2 separate regions of the Mustela erminea genome follow, and region 2 is linked to region 1. Evidence: chromatin contacts called from public Hi-C data. All regions are on one chromosome and are shown on one strand. The core of a region is the stretch at or near the end of the contact, and the rest is flanking DNA. Distances in the headings are between cores, read along the strand shown. Region 1 holds the start of ZNF451 (E3 SUMO-protein ligase ZNF451). Region 2 holds the start of PRIM2 (DNA primase large subunit).

Region 1 (7,464 bases), core at 1,929-4,428:
CCTGACTAATTTTTTTTAGTGTATGTCCTGCTGAAGCGAGCATGGACTCTTGAGCTCCTGGTTGTGGGTCTGAGCCCCATGTTGGATATAGAGATTACTTAAAAATAAAATCTTAAAATAAATAAATAAATAAAATAAAATAAGGAGTATTTTTACTCTCTTCTTTCTGATACTGAAATTCCACTTAGAGTATACAAGCATACCTCTGAAATATTACAGGTTCAGTTCCAGACTATTACAATAAAGCGACTATCACAATAGAGTCAAATGAATTCTTTGGTTTTCTAGTGCATATAAAAGTTATGTTGGGGCGCCTGGGTAGCTCAGTGGGTTATAGCCTCTGCCTTCAGTTCAGGTCATGCTCCCAGGGTTTGGGATCAAGCCCCGCATCAGGTTCTCTGCTCAGCAGGGAGTCTGCTTCCTCCTCTCTCTCTCTCTGCCTGCCTCTATGCCTACTTGTGATCTCTCTCTGTCAAATAAATAAATAAAATCTTTTAAAATAAATAATTAATTAAATTAAATTAAGAGAGTTGTAAACCTCAGCTGAAGAAAATCTGGTATGTTAATTCAGTAAGAGTTTATCATGTAATTGTTTATTCCACAGAGTATTTATTTTTCCAATCTCAATCTTGTAGTTTCCCTCTGTTTCTCAAAGGCACATGTTATAACACCCATGTCACTCCTGGTTCTATTTGCAAAAAATATCAGGTTTGTAATGTCCCATTCAGGGGCGTCTGGGTGGCTCAGTGGGTTAAGCCTCTGCCTTCTGCTCAGATCATGATCTCAGGGTCCTGAAATCGGGGCTCCGCGGGGAGCCTGCTTCCTCCTCTCTCTCTGCCTGCCTCTCTGCCTACTTGTGATTTCTGTCTGTCGAATAAATAAAAATCTTAAAAAAAAAAAAAAAAAAAGTCCCATTCATTTGTTTCTAAACCACAGTCAGGAGGAACCAAAATTATTTTTCCCAAAGACCCATGAAATATTCCTGCCAAATGCTTTTCCGTACTGGGGGGGAAAAAAAAAGCCATGGTAGCTCTTCAATTTCCACAGCTACATCATTACTCTACAACATTACTCTACAACATAGGGATGGCAGAACCAGCACCCAGCCTATCTTGGTACCCCCAAATTTATAAGGTCCCAAGTGTCAAAAAAAAAAAGGGGGGGGGATTACCATATGTATTGTTAATGGGGAAGAATGTCAAGGAAATAGCTTGTAAGGTATTTCCATATGAGGGATGCCTGGCTGACTCAGTGGGTTTAAGCCTCTTCCTTCAGCTTAGGTCATGATCCCAGCGTCTTGGGATCCAGCCTGCTCCTCCCCCACCCCCACCTGCCTCTGTGTCAACTTGTGATCTCTCCGTGTCAAATAAATAAATAAAATCTTAAAAAAAAAAAAACAACTTTCCATATGACCCTACTGGACCAAGAAACAAGAAACAACATCTTAACACCGCAATGTTTAAAGAGGGGATATTATCTGATTTAGAAAACTGACATTTGGAAAAATAGTTTATCAGGATGCCCTAAACCTACAGCAATTAAAAAACAAACATTAAACGGGCACTCATTTAAAGAAAAATTATACAACTTTGACAGCAAACCTCAACTAACCACTGGTTTGTGTAAGCTTCTGGCTAGCTACCACTTTAAACAGACCCTTTGCAAAACTTGACAGTTTTGGGTGAAAACCATCCCCCAATACATCATGACCCAGTTCCCCTAAACCTACAAAGCATGGCTCACAGAGTCACATGTCCTTTTCTTTGTTCCAAAGTGAAGATTCCTGGGTCCCACCCTCATATTCTGATTCAGCAGGTGTGGTGTGAGGCCCAGAAATCTGCACACTTACACTTCCTAATGCTCAAAGACCACTGTCCCAAAGGGAAGACAGTCTGAAAACCACGCGTGTTCCTGGTGATGCAGGATCTTCCTTATGAACGTCAACTCCTGCATTATGCTGTAACGTGGTGATCTCAGAGGTTGGAGAAAGCTTCAAGCTACCTGCCTTCCCGTCACCAAGCTCCAGAAAGCTCACACTTTGAGTGCTTGCAACCCTTCTTGCTTTCTCCCGTCCCTTCCCTCTAACCTGCACGTCGTGTTTCAAAGGACGCTCCTGCCCCGCTTCCAAGCACACACTTAAGACAGCATGACTTTGCCCACATGAAGTATAAAGCGGCGCTAATGAAGGCATAAGAAGCCTGATTCCATGTGCAACGTGTCCTTTCGGGCACAGTCTTTGTGGTGGCCCCCGCAGGTGCTCGGAGACCCCTCTCGGTCAATTTCCTCATCCTGTGCCATACTCCCCAGGGCCCAGTACCTGCGAGACATCCACGCCCAGCTGCTGAACGACGGACGGACAGGCGAGGTACCATCATCACAGAACCGTGTACCGCGCATAGGTTGGGATTCTGGGAAACACCCGAATTTCGTTGCTACTTACACTGACAAACTGAATGTCATCCTCATTTTCATCCGTTGTTGCGTCAGATGCCTCAGGCCCAGCTGGAGGGACAGACTCTATCATCTATAAAAATAAGCCAGAACATGCTTATCGACATACGGCCACGTACCTGGAGGAAGAGATTCTTCCCAAAAAGAACGAAGAAGGAAGAGCTCCGTAACAGACAGCAAGCTCTCGAGGAAACCGAACTGAGCACAACTGCATGCAAACCCCACCAAGAACAGGACTCGATGGATGGAGTCGGGCTCTGCCCCTGCAGACGTGGAGCCATCCACAGGGAGGGACGCCGAAAACGACTTACCAGCCCCTGCGAATTCCCCAAATCTCCTCGAGGAGGAGGGAGGCACGCACACCGCCCAGGAGCGAGCCTGTCTCAAAATGTCGCTCTCGCGGCCCGAGCAGCGGCCACAGGGACCTCCGTGGCCGGCGCACAGGGCCGGGGGCGGCCGGGCGGCCATTGTTACTGCTGGTTCCCCGCTCAGACCCGCACCAGGCCCGAACGCGGAGCTCGGCCCGAGACGCGGACACTGTCGGCCCGCCGCGGCGGCCACCGCCGCGCACCAGGCCTCGCTCTCAGCAAAACACAAAGCCCTTCCCGGCTCGCCTGAGAATGCCGCGGCCCAACGCTCGCCCACTCACCTCCGACCCCGGGTCTCCCATTTCTCCGACGGCCTAACTGACAGCACCACCGCTCCTGCGGTCCCCGCCGCCGCCGCCGCCGCCGTCGCTGCCGTCCCCGCCGCCGCTGCCGCCGCCGCCACGACTTCCCTTCCCGCCCAGCACCGCTTCGCGCCGCCGTGACCCGCCCCTGCGTGAGCGCCGACGCCGCCGACGCCCCCGACGCCGCGGGCGGAGAGAGGTGCGAAACCGCTTCAAAAGGAGGAGCGACCGGCTCTGGGCCGCTATCCCCCGGAGCCTCTGTCTCGCAGTCCCGGCCTGCCTTCCCCGGGCCGCGCGGGACGCCGGGAGTTGTAGTTCTGGTCGCGCCCGAGACTGTCCCCCCATCTAATTGAAGAGTGGAAAGGGACTCTCAGCGGCGGCGCTTGCGGTCCTATAGGCTGTTACCGCACTGAAGCAGTGTCCTAGAGGACCTTTCCCTCTAAATCACTGTTTCCCTCTCCCCACCTTTCTTTTTTCTGTTTTTCCCTTTTCTTTTTATAGAAATATTGGTCTAGATAATCTAGATCAGTGATGTTAAAATGCTCTTTCATTGTTTGCTCAGATCCTTACCAAATTATTGGCCGACTATTATTATTTGCACGTGAATGATTGCGAACAGATAGTTTATGAAAACAAATGTTTACTGAAGATTTTTTTTATAAAGATTTTATTTATTTACTTGAGAGAGGGACGCACAAGCAGGGCGTGGGGGAAGGGGGAGACGTCGAATGTGCTGAGCCGGGAGCCCTGGTGGGGCTCATCCCAAGACCCTGGGATCGTGACCTGAATGGAAGGCGGATGCTTAACCGACTGAGTCTCTCAGGCGCCCCCTGGCGATATTATTTCAAACCTTTTCCTCCTAGCCCAATGAACCCAAGATCACCGAACAAATCTGCAGTCCCACAAAATCACATTTATGAATTTGACTGTGGCCTGCTATGAATGAGATCACACAACAGAGGAACTATGAGGCATGTTACAAAACAAAGGAATAGAGTTATTAGGAAATTTTAAGGAAGGGTAGAGGTAGGTGAAACTTTTGTGAAGCAGTATTTTGATAGGTAGACAATTAGGGCTGTTTGTAAAGAGTTCAAGGTCACGTCTAGACTACAAAGTAGCCCCAGAGTCCTGTTAACTTGAAAACTACAGAGATAACATAGATAGTGGTTGTTGGCCCAGAACTCCCTTATCTGGAGCTCTGCCCTTGGTTTGGTGTGAAGCTAGTTTTCTGTGTCACAGGGATCAGCCAAGGGAGGGATATTTCATTCTTACTAATAGATATTCAAACAACAAAGCTGTTACTCCATGATTTTAGAGAACACATTTTCTCATTGTGAAAATAAGAAAGTAATAGTCACCAAGGTCACCTTGACTCTACAAGTACAGTATGTCTTTGGGAGAAATACTGTCTGTTAATTTTTCAGCTGACTTTATCTCTCTGTCTGTTTTTTGAGCCCAGCAGATATTTACTTTCTCATTTGGAGGTCTGTTTTTGCTGGTCTAAATGAGAACATGGCATTTGATTACTTATGTTGGTAGCTAGTATTTGATGGATCTTTTTGATTTCTCCACAGTACACGACAACTGCAGGTGCATTTGTACCAACTAAATTTGGGACTTGCAGATGAAAGTTGAGAAAAAGAAACATCTGCTAAGATGTTAAACCCAAAAGCTGCATGTAAATTAACCATTTTTAAATCTCTTAAATGTCTAGATGAGATTTGAATTTAAACAATTTTTCTAATGTTCTGGTGAGAGTTCCGTGGAATATATACTGTGAATGGATGCAGGTGGGAGTCATTCAGTTAAATTCTTGGAAAACAAACAGTAAATATGTGGCTGTAGCCCAAATATGCTCATGCCTTTCAATTCAGTAATTGTTACAGGGATAGTTTTCTCTTTTTATCCCTCTTTTTAAGATTGTACTTATATATTTGAGAGAGAGAGAGAGAGAGAGAGAGAGAGAGCATGCCTGAATGAATGGGGGTGGAGTAGAGGGAGAAGGACAAGCAGACTCCCAGCTGAGAAAGGAGACAACCCCAAGGCTTCATCCTAGGACTCTGAGATCATGACCTGAGCTGAAGGCAAATGCTTAACCAACTCAGCCACCCAGATGCCCTTGGAATAGTCTTTTTCATTTTACATATTCTAATAGATGCATGGCGATATCACTTAAATTTGCATTAACCTAATTACTAATAATTTTGAAAATATTTTTATGCATTCATTTGCCATCCATATATATACTCATTGGTCATGCCTTTAAGGTCTTCTGCCCATTATTTAAATTACTTTCTTTATTGAATTTTAAGAATTGTTTATTCTAGATTCAAGACCTTAACAGATACGTGATTTCCAAATATTTTCTCCCAGTCTGTAGCTTGCCTTCCCATTTTCTTAAAATTGTCTTTCAATGAGAAGTTTCTACATTTGACAAAGTCTAATTTATGAATTTTTACTTTACTTGGTCTGGCTTTTGGTAGTATATCTAAAAAATCTTTGCATAAGCAAAGTTACAAATATTTTTGTCTTTGTTTTCTTCTAGAAATTTATAATTAGGTTTTAATTTTAGGTCTGAGATCCATTTTGAGTTCATTTTTACCTTTGACAGGTATGGATTGAAGTTCATGGTTTTGCATATGAATGTACAAATGTTTCAGCACCCATTGTTGACAAGATTATCCTTTCCTCTCTGAATTGCCTTTGTACCTTTGCCAAATACTAGTTGTTCATATATCTGTGGGTCTGTTTCTAAACTTTCTTTTATGTTCTGTTGATGTATTTCTATCTTGACACCAGTACTATGCTGTCTTGATTACTGTAGCTTTACAGTAAGTCTTGAAACCAAGTGGTGTTAGTTTTCCTGCTTTAATCTTTTTCAAATTTTCAGTTTTCTTTAATTTCTCTCAGGAGCATTTAGTATTTTTCAGTATAAATATTTCACACATCTTGTCAGGTTAGTCACTAGGGATTTCATATTTTTTGATGCTCTTGTAATTGGTATAGTTCTTCAAAATTCAATTTGACTTTTTAAATGGCTGAATAGTATTCTACTGTGTATATATACCACATTGTTTCTATCCTGTCATTTCTCAACAGACACTTAAATTGTTTCCAGGTCTCAGTTATTGTGAATAATGGTGCAATGAACATAAGAGTGCAGATATCTCTTCAAGATAATAATTTCCTTTTCTTTGCATATATATCCTGAATTGGGATTGCTGGATCATACAGTAGTTCTATTTTATTTTCTTTTTTAGGGAGAGGGAGGGGGTTACAGGGGAAAGCAGAAGGAAAGAGAGAATCTTAAGCAGACTTCACGCCCTGTGCAGAGCAATACAGAGCTTGATCTCAAGATCCTGAGATCATGACCTGAGCCAAAAATCAAGAGTTTCTCTGACTGAGAAACCCAGGTGACCCTCTATTTTAATTTTTTTGAGGAACTTCATACTATTTTCTGTAATGGTGTGCCAATTTACATTTCCACCAAGAGTGGACAAGGGTTCCCTTTTCTCCACATCTTGGCCAATGCTTGTCATCTTTTGAATTTTTTACAATAACCATCTTATAGGCATGAGGTGATGTTTGACTCTGGTTTTGATTTGTATATTCCTAATGATTAATGATGTTGAGCCCTTTTTATTTTAAATTTTTAAAAAATTTTATTTATTTATTTGAGAGAGAGAGAGAGAGCCAGAGAGAGCATGAGTGGGAAGTAGGAGAAGAGGGAGAAGCTCAGCAGGGAACCTGATGTGGGGCTTGATTCCAGGATCCTGGGATCACGACCTGAGCAGAAGGCAGATACTTAATCAACTGAACCATCCAGGTACCCTGAGCCCTTTTTAATATAACTGCTGTCCATTTGTATGTCTTCTTTGGAAAAATGTCTGTTCAGGTCCTTTGCCCATTTCTTATTTGGGGATTTTTTTGCTATTGAGTTTTATAAGTTCCTGTATATTTGGATATTAACCTCTTATTGGATATGTGGGTTTATAAATATTTTCTCCATTCTGTAAGTTTAACTTTTCATTTTATTAATTATTTCCCTTGCTGTGCAGAAGCTTTTTAGTTTGATATTGTCTACTTGGTTATTTTTGCTTTTGGTTTCTATGCTTTTGGTGTCATAGCCAAAAAAAAATCATTGTCAAGACCAATATCAATGAGCTTTTCCCCTGTTTTCTTCTATTAGATTTACAGTTTCAGGTTTAAAAAAAAATTTTTTTTTAATTTTTAAAATTTTTAAAAAAGATTTTATTTATTCATTTGACAGACAGAGATCACAAGTAGGCAGAGAGGCAGGGAGAGAGAGAGAGGAGGAAGCAGGCTCCCCACTGAACAGAGAG
Region 2 (7,172 bases), core at 3,677-6,176, 310 kb before region 1:
GAAACTGAGGCACAGGAATGTCATATAATTTTTCCAGGGTAACAATACTTATAAGCAATAAAACAGGGATCTGACACATAATCATCTTTCCTCACTCTTAGAAAAGCTGTTTCAGTCTTCACTAGTTGACCCAAGCTCCCTACCACACCACCTACCCTTCTCTCTCAACAGATAACTTCACCTACTTTACAGAAATTAAAGACCACAGGCCAACTTTTGCAGCTCCAGGCTTCTGCATCCACACTGTACTACCTTCCCTTCCATCTCTGTGGACAAAAGATCTCTCCCTCCTCCTACATAAACTAATCCCTAAACCTAAGCCATGCAACCCTTCTGCTCTTGCCCCCTAATGATCTTGCTTAATCAAATGCTCTCTCAAAGTGTCTTCAAATTCCCTCTTCTTTGTCTTCCAGATTTCTTCCCTCAGCTTATAAGCATGTTCAAGTATCTCCTGTTGCGTATGCATGCCTTCTCTTTTCCCTATACATTTTTCTGTATTCAGACCTGCTTTTCCCTGTCTTTTCAGCTAGCCATCTTAAAACAGTACATATCCCATACCCACCTCTCTCCCCCAAACACTGCCATCACTGGCTTCTGCCTCTATCTACAAGGCCCAACCAAGCTAATAAATCCAATGGATTCTATGCAATTCATCTCATATGAGCCTAACCTTCTGAAATTAAGTAGTTAAGGGTAACATGAGGGAGACAAAATGTCCAGATTGGAATCTTGGCTCTACCATCTACCATCTTATAAGCCTGGGCCAGTTACATAGCTCATCAATAACTCCATTCTCTTATCTAAATATAGGGGTGACGATAGTATCTGTCTCATAAGACTGTTAACTGGATTACACAGGTTAATATATGTCGTGTGCTTAAACTGGGATACAGTAAGCATAATATGAAAGCTTGTTATAATATGAATGCTGTTAATTGCTATGGTATTGCTATCATGATCATTACGTCAACTCCAGCCTTCCTTGGCTACCACGCCATTATTATCTCCGCTGATCTCCTACCTCTCCGGCAACTCCTTCTCAATCGCCTTCCCAGACTCTCCCAATTCTACTTCACTTTAAACATTGGTATTCTTCACATCCTGTCTGCCATCATCTTCTCACTCAAATATTTTCCTCCTCCTGATGATACCAACTTTCTTCTTAAATCCATACCTCCACTCCAGAGGTCTCCTGAGTACAACCTGTATGCATATCCAACTATCCACTAGGCCCTTCCATGAGCACCCAAATTCATGTCTAGAACTCAACATCTTTCTAAGATTTGCTTCTCCTCCTGTAGATCATCTCTCAAACTACTATCACCATCCACCTAGTTGCCCTAACCAGAAACCTGGGTGTCATTCCTAACTCTTCTCTCCCTTCTCCCTGCAATTAATCACTAAAATCTTTTCCTCCAACCTTCAGAGTATCTCTTAATATCAGTACCCTTTTCCCCATTCAATTCATTCTCATCATTTTCAAGCTGACTGGTTTTCCTCCTACCAGACATAACCCACTCAATCTGCTGTTGGCAGCTATCTTCCCAAAATAAAAATCTGATCACATCTATCAGATTCAGTTCCAGCACTACCTGGAACCGGGATGCCTTCCCAAACCTCCCCAGTGTGAGCTGGGTAATTATATGTGCTCTTGGAGTTCCTAGAGCAAACATCACCCCAATGCTGTGGTGCCCAGGGTACGTCTGGCAATGTCTGGAGATATCTACTGGGCAGAAGCCAGAGACGCTACTGAGCATCCTACAATGCAGAGAACACTCCCTACACCAAGGAATTATCAGACCCAAATGTCAGTAGTCCTGAGGTTGAGAAACCCTGCTGTTTTATAATCACTATAAGCCAATCACTCCTAGTGGACTACAGATATCCCTTCGGGCAGAGTCTATCTATGCTACATTAGTCTTTTTTAAAGCCCTGTGCCTAATAACAGATCTTTGCCACAACCAAAACTCACTATATAAATATATACAAACTGAAGAACATCTCTTTCCCACTTTTACTTACTCTGAAGGAAAACTTGAGCCTTCTTATCTCACTCTCCAACTTACTCTGGTATGGCTCAGTTCCTTTCACATAGCTCACACCAAGATTTTCAACTGCTTTTAGCACTAGAAAATATTTTAAAAACAGAAGAAAACAACATATGAATGCAAGAAAATTTTTAAAAACTAAGTCCCAAGACAAACTCTTTCTTTGAATAGCAATCCCATAATTACTTATTTTTAAAAGATGACAAACTATAATGGCTTTACTTTCTGCAAGTACACTATATAAATTATATAAATTTATAGGAAAATAATCTCCATCCATTGTCCCATAACATAATCTAATACCAGGGATTCTGAGGAAGAGGGATGGGGGATCATCACTGCTGTACTGAGCCACCACTGTTGAGGTGTGTTGGTACGAAAAGAAAATCGAGCACCCTTGTTTGCATCCCTCATGTGGAACTGTGAGTTTGCTTCATTTGCTCAGCATAGACGCAACAGAAAAAATAGCCCTTCCTTTACTGATGAAGTAGAAAAGGAGAAGACAAAAGCAAAAAAGCAGAACCTTTCAACAATTCAAGTGAACTGTCCTGAATAGATCCACACAACTGTTCAAAGGTTCCCAACGTACCTTGTCATTCCTTCCGCAGATGAACTCTACTCCCATCATTATGAAAAGCATTTTTATAATTCCAAGAATGAAAACCTTCTAAAATGAATCCTGAGCGTAAACCCATGCCCCACAAACACCTCACTATGGTATCCCAAACTAAACTCACTCTCTTCCCCTCCATCCTACCCCTCTTCTGGCCATCCCCATCTCCACTAGCAAAGTTTCTAACCACTAGATCATCCAGAATGGAGTTTCAGCCACTCCCACCTGCCCTCTCACTCCTCACATCCAAACACTTACCAAATCCTTCAGGAATACCTCCTTAGTATCACTTAAATGGCTCCCTTCCTATCCCTGACACTGTTATTGACTTAGCTCAGGCCCTCACCATCTCACTCCTTAAGTGCCTAATGTAAGGGGCACTTTTCAATCACCTTAATCTCTATGAAGCACCTGACACTGCTAAGCTTCCTAAAACCCTCTTCTCCTGTGTCTTCACTCTTCATTCATCAGCTCTGAGAGCTCCCTCTCTGTATTGTCACTCAGCTCTTCTAAAAGTGACTAACAGTACCGTTCCTTACCTTCTGATTTTCCCACAAGGATATCCTAGAACATAAACTCAGAAGACACTGCTATTATTTGTTTCCGTTTATGCCTAGCTTATTTCTCTCTTTCACCAGCACTCAGACGATAAGTAGGCCCGCAATACTTACACCCAGATATTACACCACTAACTTGGCACAAAATGCCCTTGGTTATCCATTCTTCTCCACCTAACCTAAACTTGTCCTTGTCACTGTTCCTCAAATATAACATTCTCTCTCATGCCTCCAAGCCTCTGTACAGTCCACTTTCTCAGCTTGAAAAAAATTTTACTTTTCTTTTGAGAAATTTCTACTCATCCTTCAAAGTCCAGATTACATTTCAACTTCTCTACGGAGTCTTAATCAGTCTGAGTCACTCCCACCTCTTTCAAGAGCACTACTATTAACCTCTAGTAAGACACTTAAAATACTAAATTACAGTTATTATTTTGGACGTCTGTATCTATGTCCTAGAATACAGCTTCAACGAATATGAGAATTACATTATCCATCTGAAAATCCCCACCCAACCTAGAATATAGTGGCATTCAATAAATATATACTGTACAACAAATAAAATAACAAGCCCTCAATATATACATTTCTTGAATGAATTGAATGAAGGAAATAAATTACCCTCATTCGTTCCCCCAAAGTGTAAGTGAAGTTGTCAAGAACATACAAACTCTAATACAAGTACCACTCACATTTAACTCTATCGATAGCCAAGCTTTCAAATTCGATCAACGATATGCTTTCAGAAGGTGGCTCCAAGTAAAACTGAAGGCTATGAGGGTAGCAAACATTCCTTTGGTCACCTGTCAACCTCAGTCTTTTCCAATTTGCTCGAGAAAACTGCATCTCGTTACCTTGGAAGGAAACATAAAATGGTTAAAATAATGGCAAATAAGAGTTGAAAACAACAAACAAGTACAAAACATAACTTCACATACATAGGAAAAAACTGAAGGGCATGCAGAAAATGTTAACCGCGGTCGTCCCTGGGTAATAGGTCCTTCTGTATACTCCAGAGTTTCTACAACACACCTGTAACAATTCTGTCAGGAGAGTGGGGGCGGTGTGTGCAAGGTGAAATGCAGGTGGTGGTCAAAACGTCCAAGAACATGAACGTGAGGCTACGCTGCCTGTTCACTATAGGTCTGTGTGCCACCGCCTTCGGACCTCTGCAGCCCCAAGAGTTAAGATGAAGTTATACGGGCTGCCATCGTGAATTCGGAGGAAAGCGCGGTAGGTTCTGGTTTCCAGAGAAGAGGCTTAAGGGACCGGGTCCGGTGACTCACTTCCCAACTCATGACCCTGGGAAACAGAACACGTCTTTCCAATTCAATCTCTCCGAACTCTGTAAGAAGCATCTACAAGCTCCTTATAAAAATCAGCCCCCTCGATCCTACCGGAGCCCTTCGGCGAAGCTTCTCGCTCCACTCGCCGGCCCCTGCATCTCAGCCCCAACCAATCAATATCTAATACCCCCTCCCCGCCGTGTCATCCTTCGGCTCCCACCGCCGGTAAAGTGCTCTCCCTTCTTTCCCCACTGGCAAGCTCCACACCACGACCACTGTCCGTCCCAAAGCCGCAGGAGGTCCCCTTACCTGCAACCACACAAAATACGAAACACACAAACCCCCAAACGGCACTTTCCTCAGATGGCGGGAGAGTTCATACGGGATCGGAAACGGAAGTGACGGGACCTCAGAGCCCGCCCCCCGAGCGTCTCGCCCGCCCAGGGCGCGCCCTGCGCATGCTCCGTGAGGCGTTCCTGGGTTCTGGAGCGAGTTTAGTCGGCTTTGCCGGCTTAAAATTTTTAAAGATACGCTCTTGTGTGTTTCCAAATTATAAACTGCACCTCCTGTGTGTGTCCTCGGTAGCTTTTTTTTTTTTTTTTTAAGAATTTTAAGATTTTATTTATTTATTTATTTGACAGACAGAGATCACAAGTAGGCAGAGAGGCAGGCAGAGAGAGAGAGAGAGGAGGAAGCAGGCTCCCCGCGGAGCAGAGAGCCTGACGCGGGGCTCGATCCTAGGACCCTGGGATCATGACCTGAGCGGAAGACAGAGGCCTTAACCCACTGAGCCACCCAGGCGCCCCCGTCGGTAGCTTTTGATGATTGAAACTGGGGTCCTGAAAGGCTAGCGGCAGAAATGTCCACGCTCCGAAGAGTATGGAGCTTTAACCCAGAGGGCTAGACCGACTCCTCTGAAGCTAGCGGAGGAATGGAGGAGAAATGGGCGTTTAAGGAGCTCCTTTCGCAGGCTCTCTAATAGGGGCTCTGTTTTCTTGTTTAATCTCTCACCGACCCTATAAGATAGGTTGTATTACCCCCATTTTACAGATGAGAAAATAGAAGCTAAAAAATGAATGGTAGTTTGTCCACCTATGCACAGTACATCTTGTTTTTTTCCTAAGGGACGGCAAGCCGCATAAAGACAGACTCTACCTTCAGTTCTCCCCCGCCCACGCCCCGCAAGATAACAAACTAGAATGCATGAACGCACACACGCAGAAATCACTCCGGGGCCTACAAAAGGTAGAAGAGATTAGGCTCAGAGAGCAAGTAAGAGCCCATCAGAAGGGGTGGGTCAGAACCACACGAACTCTGACTCGACAGAGCTGTAGGGTTTTTAAGAGCTGGAAAAAAGCTTCATCTGTGGCCTCTAGGAGGCGTGCCTTACTAAAGTGGCTGGGGAAAGATGTAGTAAAGGTAATCATCAATTTGAAATGAAATATTCAAATTTTTAGAAATACAAAACATATCGAAGCAATACCAAACTTACAAGTAAGCATCCCATCATGAATCAAACCGGCTAGCACTGACTTTGTATCAGGACGTGTTCTAAGTGATTTCCCTATCAAGTCATTTTATTCTCATAACTTTATGAGATAGGTTATATTATTAACCCATTTTACAGATCAGGAAACCGCAGAACAGGGAAAGAAGTTACTTCAAAGATCACCCAAGTGACAGAGCCAGGTTCAAAGTGAGGGAGACTGTCTCCAAGCACCAGTGCTAACCAGCATACAATACAGTAATACATAATACAATAATACATAATACAATAATACATAATACATAATACAATAATACATAACTAATGCCACGTTATGACAGCAGCACCTCACTTTCTTTCCTCTCTGTATCAAACAACATAATTAACATAACCTGGTATAAAGAAGACACCTGAAAGCATGAGAACTGCCTGAAAAAACCTGGAGCACAGATGATAACATTTACATGAATATTTGTCTATTCTCTGGATAGGGAACAAATGCAAATAAACTGCAAAGAAATCTAAGGATTTGACTATAAAAATGTAAAATTGGACATCTAAAAAAATGACAAAATTGGGGTGCCTGGGTGGCTCAGTCGTTGGGCTTCTGTCTTCTGCTCGGGTCATGATCCCAGGGATCTTGGGATCGAGCCCTGCATGGGGCTACCTGCTCGGTGGGAAGCCTGCTTCTCCCTCTCTCACTCTCCCTGCTTGTGTTCCCTCTCTTGCTGTGTCTTTCTCTGTCAAATAAAATCTTTTAAAAAAATTTTTTTAAATAAAAAAAAATGACAAAATTTTTGCAGTCATCACACAAGGGGAAAGGTTTACCATACTAATACCATCAAAATGTAAAGAGCTTTGTAAGTTAATTAGAAAAAATACTGACGCAGATTGAAAAATGGCAAAAGAACAGCAATAAATAACCAATGATAAAATGTGGGGGGAAATTTATCACTGGCAGCAAAAAAATTTTCCCCTACAAAACTGGCAAAGATTTTACATTGAAAATACTCAGTGCTGGGGAAAGTCCAGTACGATGACCTCATACAGGAATTGATTGTGGTGCTACAAGTCCGGAGTACAATATAGTAATGTGTGTTGTGAGCCCTAAAAGAATTCATACAGTTTGACAAAAAAAGTCACATATATGAATCTGTTCAGAAATGGACACAAAAATTTGTG

Evidence for each region. Hi-C and Micro-C count contacts between places; a contact is called where the count stands out from the background.
Region 2: a Hi-C map of fibroblasts shows a contact between it and region 1, with 2.8 times the contacts expected there. The contact joins the promoter of PRIM2 here to the promoter of ZNF451 in region 1. A contact is called at or near these places in 3 of 3 Hi-C or Micro-C datasets (fibroblasts, skeletal muscle and spleen).

The regions. Positions count from the first base shown.
Region 1 is chr4:102,920,648-102,928,111 of mMusErm1.Pri, reverse strand. ZNF451 (E3 SUMO-protein ligase ZNF451) reads right to left here and starts at 3,178. Exons shown (of 24, transcript XM_032340329.1): 1 at 3,108-3,178.
Region 2 is chr4:103,235,171-103,242,342 of mMusErm1.Pri, reverse strand. It overlaps PRIM2 (DNA primase large subunit), which reads right to left and starts at 4,926. Exons shown (of 14, transcript XM_032340337.1): 1 at 4,814-4,926; 2 at 3,911-4,072; 3 at 2,023-2,126. The coding sequence starts at 4,064.